Regions from separate parts of the Mus musculus genome. Here region 2 is linked to region 1. Evidence: chromatin contacts called from public Micro-C data. All regions are on one chromosome and are shown on one strand. Each heading gives the region's core, a stretch centred on a gene start, on an enhancer-like site or on the middle of the called end of the contact. The rest is flanking DNA. Distances are from core to core; before and after follow the strand shown. Region 1 holds the start of Rps6kl1 (ribosomal protein S6 kinase-like 1). Region 2 holds the start of D030025P21Rik (RIKEN cDNA D030025P21 gene).

Region 1 (4,046 bases), core at 843-3,342:
CCACCATGCCTAATGACCTGAGTTTGATTCCTGAAACGCAAAAGGTAGGAGAGAACTGACTCCTGCAAGTTGCACTCTGACCTCCCACTGCATGCTGGGGCGTTGTGCAATACAAACACACATGCATGTCACTTAAAAAGTATGTGTAATCGGGCTGGAGAAATGGCTCAGTGGTTAAGAGCACATGATGGTTCTTGCAGAGGACCTGAGTTCAGCCCCTAGCACCCACCTTGGGCAGCTCACAACTGTCCAGTAGTCCCCAGCTTCAGGAAGCTGATGCCTCTCTCACCTCCTTGGGCACATTCACACACACACACATACACAGAAATAAAGAATAAGTTTTAAGCCAGGCAGTGGTGGCACACACAGTTATTCCCGGCCCTGGGGAGGCAGAGGCAGGCAGGTCCCTAGGAGTGTGAGCCTTGTGACGACATTGCACTTTTGTCTGTTGTGATTGTTGCTGCTAATGACATTTGTGTGTGGACTTTCACAGGAGTGAAACCCTGGATCGTACATAACTGTAAATTTAACTTTGTGAGCATCGACTAACACACTTTCTGCAGAGTCTTATCATCCACATCCCTGACAGCAGTGTAAGGTCCCCGTTTCCCCAGAACACTGTCAAGCCTTGCTATGGTAATTTGTCTAACTATGGCCATCCAGTGGATATCAGCGATGCGTTGTTGTGGTTTTAATTTGCATTCCCTTAAGAACCAATGATATTAAATATCTTCTCATCTATTTACTGGTTGTTTTTATATCTTCTTTGAGGAAATTATTAAAATCCTTTGCTCAGTTTTGAATTTTTTGTCTTTAGCTTGTTAAAATGTGTCCGTGTGAATAAAAATGGACCTCATAGACTCATGTATTTAAATGCTTTGTGACAAGGGAGTGACACTCTTTGCTAGGATTAGAAGGGTTAGGAGGTGTGGTCTCACTGGAGGAAGTGTGTTTTCAGGTTTTGAAAGCCCATACCAGACCCAAGCTACTTCTCTTCTTCTCTCTCTTTCTCTTCTCTTCTCTTCTCTTCTCTTCTCTTCTCTTCTCTTCTCTTCTCTTCTCTTCTCTTCTCTTCTCTTCTCTTCTCTTCTCTTCTCTTCTCTCTTTTCTTCTCTCTCTCTCTCTTCTCCTCTGTCTCTCCCCCTCCCCCCTCCCTCTCCCCCTTAAGATGCTTTAGGGATGATGAGATGACCTCATGGTTGGGAGCACTGGCTGCTTGTCCAGAGGATCGGGGTTCAATTTCCTGCACCCACATGGTAGCTTAGAACTGTCTGTAAGTCCAATTTCAAGAATCGAACACCGCACACAGACATATTTGCAAGCGAAACACCAATATACATAAGATAAAAATAAATAACTCAAAAATTAAAAGGTTGTTTTATTTTAATAAAGAGATAAATCTGGGGCTGGTGACGTGGTTTAGTGCATAAGGTGCTGCCATTTGAGCCTGGTGACCTGAGTGTGATCCCCAGAGACGACAACAGCTCTGGGTGAGGAAGGGGTGTGGAGGAGGAAGAGGAGTCAGAGGAGACCGGTGTGGAAAACTACCAGAGACAAGGTCACAGCAAAGCGCAGAGTGGCTTCTGACAAGTAAGGGGGTCGGGGTCGTTTGTGCCTTTCTTGGGAATGCATTTCTGACTCCAGGTTAGGATTCGGTGCTGCTCAACTCCGAACCACTCGCCTGACCTTAGAGCCCAGGAAGCCCTGGGCAGATTGATCTGTGAAGCCATAGAGGCAGCTCTACCCTAAGCCCTAGGGCAGAGTACACACCCAACAGAGAAACATTGACTAACTGAAGTAGTGAATGAAGAAAGTCTCTTGAACGTGCTGTGGTTAAGTTTCATTGGCTTAGAGGTCTAAGGCAGCCACATCCCTGGGTGACAATAGACCTTTTCTCTCCCTGCTACACTCAGTCACCCACATCCATCCCCACTGACTCCCACTCCTGAGTTCCTGGCCTTGCAAACTCTAGGGCTTTAAGGGCTGTCAGAAGCCGAGGAGAACGATGATTGGAGGTTTATTCTAACGGGTTGAGGATGAGCTCATCCTTAGCCAATGGCTGGCAGGCACCCGGCTAGACGCCCCACCCCCGCCCCCAGGCACCTGCGGAAGGGTGGTAGGCACAGACGGAGCCTTGCAGAAGGTGAAGGGACAGCGTTGGCGGGAAGGCCCGGAGCTCTGGCACGCGGACAGGTATAGTATTTGGTCTGCTCTTGAGCCATCCTCTCAGGAGAGGAGGCTTCCCCTCCCTGCCTCAGCCCGACCTCCTTGGACGTTCCCTATAGTGATGCACCTTGTGTGCCGGGGTCGTGCACGCGCTGCTTGCTTGACGTGTATAGTCTTAGGCACGCGGCTCCGAAAGCTGGACCCGCAACTCGCAGCCCTGCGCAGCCGGCGTCGGTGCCCCAGCACAGGCCTCGAAGCTACCTATCCCGCTGGGCCTGGCAGAGCAGGAAGGCCGCCTTTCTCCATCTCCTGGCCTCCTGGCTGCTTGGATATGTGCGTTTCCTCCCCACCTCTTCCTTTATCCTGTGTCTCTTTCCTTGCCGAGGTGGAAAAGATCCAGGGAGAAAAGCTACCCCCTGGTCATTTTCCAGGGTACCCGAGACAGCAACGGTGGCTGCTAGGCTGCTGTGAGGGACAGGGACCGCACTGCTGGCTGCTTTCTCTTTGCCCCTTCCCCTCTGGCAGCCGCCACTCTTATCCCTTGGGCCATTGGGGTCACACATTGCTTGGGGAGGAGTTACTGTCAGGTCCTTGGGAGGGCGCACAGGCCCCTGGACTTCTGGGATAGCCTCCATAGGGCTGGGTCACCCTGACACTCTCGCTGAACTCCACATGAACTGGCATCTAATCTGTCAATCACCTCATCTCCCAGGGGGCTTTGATGAGCTCGCCATTCCGGCTTGGAGCCTGGGTATTGGGGGGGGGGAGTTCCCCACTTGCTGACTCAGGACCTCTCTGGGCCAAAGGTTTTGTCTGGGGAGAGGTACCCCTGAGCTGAATGGAACTTCACAAGGAAGACAGGGAGGAGGGGAGACCTGAGGTGGAGGAGAGGTGAGACCAGCTTTAAGCCAGTGTGTGACTTTGGTATGTTTACTATGCTCTTGACACTAGGTTTACTCTGTGGACACCCCTCAAAGGCAGCTGTGGGTCACAGGTACCCCCAGTTTTCCGTGCTCCGTTCATACAGCATGGTATTTGTGGAGCTGAATTTGAGTGGAAAAGAAAAGAAAGCCCCCCCCCCACACACACACACTGCTGTGTTAATCTATCATTGCCACACTGAGGTAGGACCCAGCTCAAAGACGGGACCTTACCATCGCTCGTCCCTCCAGCTTTTGGATGTGAACATCTGTCTCTCCAATGTTTAGTAGAGGAAGCTGGAGTACAGGTAGGGGTGTGGCTCCCAACACGTGTCTCCCCTAAGACCTTTGCTTCTTACAGGTCACAACAGCAGGGCCACTATGAGCCTGGTAGCCTGTGAATGTCCACCTGGACCAGGCCTGGAGCCAGAGCCCTGTTCACGAGCACGGTCCCAGGCCTGCATGTACCTGGAACAGATTCGTAACCGGGTAGCTACAGGGACAGCCGATGTGACCAAACGTGACTACCTGGTAGATGCAGCTACACAGATCCACCTGGCACTGGAGCGAGATGTCAGTGAAGACTACGAGGCTGCCTTCAACCACTACCAGAATGGTGTGGACGTGCTACTCCGCGGTGTGCATGGTATGGGTGGGAATGTGTGTGGACAGAAGGTGGACAGGAGAGGGCCAGTGGAGGGTCCTTTGTCTCTATCCATACTAGGGCATTGTGTTAACCCTGCCTGACTTCCGTGAAGGACATTTCTGAGGACTTAGATTTATTAAGGCATTTCTACCTGGCAGACCCCATTAGGTTTTCACTATATTAACTCATTCAAGTCTCACATTAATAGAAGTATATAGGAATTATTAGTATGATCATTATTATCATTTTTTGAGATAGGCCTTTCATTGTTGCCCAGGCTAATCTTCCTAGATCAGTTCCCTGATGGCTCAGGC
Region 2 (4,046 bases), core at 1,090-3,589, 280 kb after region 1:
CTACACATAGCTGAAAATAATTTTTTAAAATATGTTTTAAAAGAGGAGGGAAGAACTGGGAGGTGGCACCGTATGCCTTTAATCCCAGTACTCAGGGGACAGACAAATCTCTGAGCTGAAGGCCATCCTGTCTTACAAAGGAGACAGCCAGAGCTAAACAGAGAAACTCTGTCTTGAGAAAAACCAAAACCAAAGAATAACAACAAAAACCAAACCAACCCAAGACAACAACAAAGCCCCAGGAAATGATTTCCCCTTGTAAGTGGGCAAGCTTGGGTATTTCCTCACAGGAATGGGAAGCGGAAGAACACACATGGCCACTGTAGGGGCCGATGTTTGCTCTGTGAGGTGAAATGAAGAGGTAGTCCTGAAGACCTCTTGGAGATGAATACTCTAGGTAGAGAGATGAGCCGTCACAATGCATCAAACATTTGCCAAGCAGAGACTGTGAGGGTACTGTGTAATGAATACCGAGCAGGAGTAAGTTCAGATCGGTCAGAAAACCAGCCGGGCAGGGAGGACTCCGTAGGCCAGTGTCAAATATTGAGACTTTCTAATCCAGTTAGGTATTACTTAGGATTCTGGGAAGGGAGGGGCTGGTATGGGAAGTTGTAATTGGTGCCTTTACAGGCTCTTTTATCCTGTCTGCTTAGGAGCCAGTAGGCTGTGAAAACACTTTCAGGAAAACCATATATGCCTAGCCTTTTAGGCTTTGGGGCATGGGACACAGGGAAGAAGGTTAATTTAGGTGGGAGGCAACGGACATCCCTGTCCCCTTCAATACAAGAAGGTGTGAGAACCCGGCCCAGCAGGGCTCAAAGGCTCATGCAGCCCCTTGGGGAAATTCTCCAAGGAATGAGGGGCGGTGGTAGGAGTTCAAAGAGTGGACTGTGGGCCAGAGGCCACTAGCCTGGGTTTTATTTCCATCTTTAGCAATACTCTCCTTTAGTCACCTTATTCAAGAGGCTCCATGCCTACCTTTGTAAAAAGAGAACAACTCTTCCAGCGGGCATCCACCATCACCATAGGCCCAGGTCAAGGCTTGGCGCCACAGGAAGCAGATTAAGATCTAGGCTCTAAGCAGGTTGGCAGAGTGTGTCGCTACAAAACACGGTGGCCAAGGGTGTGACCAGCTCCACCAGGGGGCGCGCGCCCCAAGTTGCCCTTCCCCATAGGCAACCGGCTCTTGGGAGCTGCCCCAGGGACACCTGCATTCTCGCCTAGCGCCCCCAGCGGTCAGAGGTGGAAGCAACGAGACCAGGCGCGCATGCCTCGGGCTCGGTCCCCATTACTCCGGTCTGGGTACCTTCCCCAGCTTCCTTCAGGCCCGAGAAGCAGTTCATCTGGGTCCGTGAGGTCAGGAACAGAAAATACATCCAGGACAGGTGGACAACTTGAGTTTGCCCAGGACAGGAAAAAGGCAGCTCAGGTGCGCTGGTCCAGGCAGACGCCATCTGTCTTTCCAGTCCCCGGGTCTGCCCTGTCGCCCGCAGCTCCTCACGGGTTAATCCCCTCGCCGCCCGCTCGCTTCTCGGTGCCAAAGAGGGTGTTGCTGGAATTCTTGTCTCCCGTAATAAGGGGGCCGAGCTGTCCCTCCAAGGAGGGGGGCATGGCGTGGATAAAAGAGGCGAAAAAGCAGGGGGCGGTTTCCAAAAATAAAACCCTTCGGTTCCCCTTCAGACGGCGGCAGTGCGGGAGCGAAGGTGCGGCAGGCTCGGGCTCGGTGCGCAGCCCGGGCAGCTCACGCCATACAGCCCTTACCTAGGAACCCCTGGACCCCCAAACGGCTGTTTCAGAGGTCCCCTAGACGGGAAGGGGCAAGTCGCCAGGCGGGTCTGTGGAGCGAACGATGGAAAGCACCTCCCCGCGAGGTCTCCGGTGCCCACAGCTCTGCAGCCACTCTGGCGCCATGAGAGCGCCGACCACCGCTCGCTGCTCCGGATGCATCCGACGGGTGCGTTGGAGGGGCTTCCTGCCACTTGTCCTGGCTGTCTTGATGGGGACAAGTCATGCCCAACGGGATTCCATAGGGAGATACGAACCAGCTAGCAGGGATGCGAATCGGTTGTGGCACCCCGTGGGCAGCCACCCCGCAGCGGCTGCAGCCAAGGTGTACAGTCTGTTCCGAGAGCCTGACGCGCCGGTCCCCGGCTTGTCGCCCTCTGAGTGGAACCAGCCGGCCCAGGGGAACCCTGGGAGGCTCGCAGAGGCCGAGGCCAGGAGGCCACCCCGAACCCAGCAGCTGCGTCGAGTCCAGCCACCTGTCCAGACTCGGAGAAGCCATCCCCGGGGCCAGCAGCAGATAGCAGCCAGGGCTGCACCTTCTGTCGCGCGCCTGGAAACCCCTCAGCGACCCGCGGCTGCACGGCGAGGGCGGCTCACCGGGTGAGCACTGAAGAGGGGATAGGGCTGGGGGCGGGGTGGAGCAAAGGGATGCGGGTATCCCGGACAGTTACGCCTTCAGTGGAGTGCGGGTCCTGTCCCTTTGTCCTCAGTAACTACTAGAGAAACCGCTCCGAGGTTCCGAAACCGGGGCTCGGACCAGCTTTCAAAAAGTTATTTTGGGGAAAATAAATCTACTATCTGTTCCCTTGGACACCAGTTCTCCCAGAACCCCGACGTTAAGCTCGTGTGCGTTTCTCACTCATTCTGTGCTGGGCTAACGAGCTGCAGTGGCTGGGTGGGCGCTCTGGGTTCTTGAGGCCCAGAGAAGGATAAACTGGCTCCGGGCGCCAGTAGGTGGAGGATCTGGGCGGGGGGGGGGGGGGGGGAGTGGGGACATCAGGGCGCGAAGACAGACGCATCTCCAGGAACGGGCTGACAGCGAAGCAGGCGCGCCAAGACAAGTGTATAGTCCGGGCTCAGGTCTGCTGGGACACGCAGAGGACTTAGGCAAGGGTTTAGGAGCTCTGTGAAAGAGAAGGCTGCCCTGACCTGTGCGAGGGACTGGGTCTGTGTTCCAGGAAGTCTAGATGTCAGCGTTGTTTGCACATTTTGAAAAGCCACGCCTCGCTCCAACTCTTCAACTTATTATTTTGCACCACTCGCTGCGGGTTCTGGACTCTGTTATCACAGGAGGTCCCCTCCCCGCCCCAACAACGCCTTGCCCAGGATTTAATGAGTTGGGGACCTCTCCTGAGTACCCAGGTGTCTCTGGAGTGAAGGCACAGGAGCCTGGCAATGCCAGACTGGGCAAGGTGCAATTGATTAGTCTAGGAGGGGCTTTGGCAGCCCTTGGCCTGAGCCTGGTTTATCTGTCCGTTGTAGTTCCAGGTAGCATTCCCGTTGCTTGTACGCCTAGTCCCACTACAGAGGATCTTCTGCCTCCTGCTCTGCACACATACTCTTCTCTTGCCTGCAACGGTCTTCTGTATCTTAGCAAAGTTCACCGTGTCTCATCCCTTCTGTGCCCTCATCCAGCTTTATGCTTTCTTATAGCATTTATTCCCCCCTCACGTATTTCTATTTCTATGTATGTGTTCAAACTTATACAAGTTCTGCTTAAGCAGGGTTTTGTTAGCTTTCATGTTCCCAGCAGATCAGTGCCTGCACGTAGCTGGCCCTCTCTGCGTCTAAATGAATTCCCTACTAACCTTTGGAGGCCTAGCCTAAAGTCTGCAGGGCATAGAGCTGAGTGCTGCCAAGTGGCTCCAGCGTAAGACCATTCAAGGAGAGTTAGCAGGACACCTGCCCCGTTTCAGCTTTCCCCTCTATTCTGACTTGTGCAGGCAACTGCATGATTACATGTGCTGAGCATGGGAGAGGGCTCGGGGACCCACAGAATACAAAACCTGCTGGAGGGCAAGCCAATGTCTTAAAATCAAGTTGGAGGCACGAGCAGTATGTGCTGGTGAATGTGTTTCTAAAAGCACAGGACAATTCTGTCAAGGGCAATGGAGCAGTACAATATAGTGAAGATGGTCAGGGAAGAGACACTGACCTGGGGCCCTAGAGCATAGACGAGGAAGGAGAGGGCCAGAGTGGCACATCTGGAGATGAGGCTGCCATGCAGGCTTAACTCAGAACTAGGGCTTTTCACCATAAGC

Evidence for each region. A called contact is a pair of places that touch in the nucleus more often than the background predicts.
Region 2: a Micro-C map of the HL-1 cell line shows a contact between it and region 1, with 2.7 times the contacts expected there. The contact joins the promoter of D030025P21Rik here to the promoter of Rps6kl1 in region 1. A contact is called at or near these places in 8 of 39 promoter capture datasets (the 3T3-L1 cell line, frontonasal cranial neural crest, hematopoietic stem and progenitor cells and 4 more), 1 of 15 datasets of contacts at CTCF or cohesin (the NIH/3T3 cell line), 9 of 484 Hi-C or Micro-C datasets (the G1E-ER4 cell line, the HL-1 cell line, adipose-derived mesenchymal stem cells and 3 more) and 1 of 9 other capture datasets (adipose tissue).

The regions. Positions count from the first base shown.
Region 1 is chr12:85,149,310-85,153,355 of GRCm38.p6, reverse strand. Rps6kl1 (ribosomal protein S6 kinase-like 1) reads left to right here and starts at 2,092. Exons shown (of 11, transcript NM_146244.4): 1 at 2,092-2,193; 2 at 3,448-3,732. The coding sequence starts at 3,468.
Region 2 is chr12:84,874,095-84,878,140 of GRCm38.p6, reverse strand. D030025P21Rik (RIKEN cDNA D030025P21 gene) reads right to left here and starts at 2,339. Exons shown (of 1, transcript NR_028577.1): 1 at 1-2,339. It overlaps Ltbp2 (latent transforming growth factor beta binding protein 2), which reads left to right and starts at 1,650. Exons shown (of 36, transcript NM_001370743.1): 1 at 1,650-2,385. The coding sequence starts at 1,910.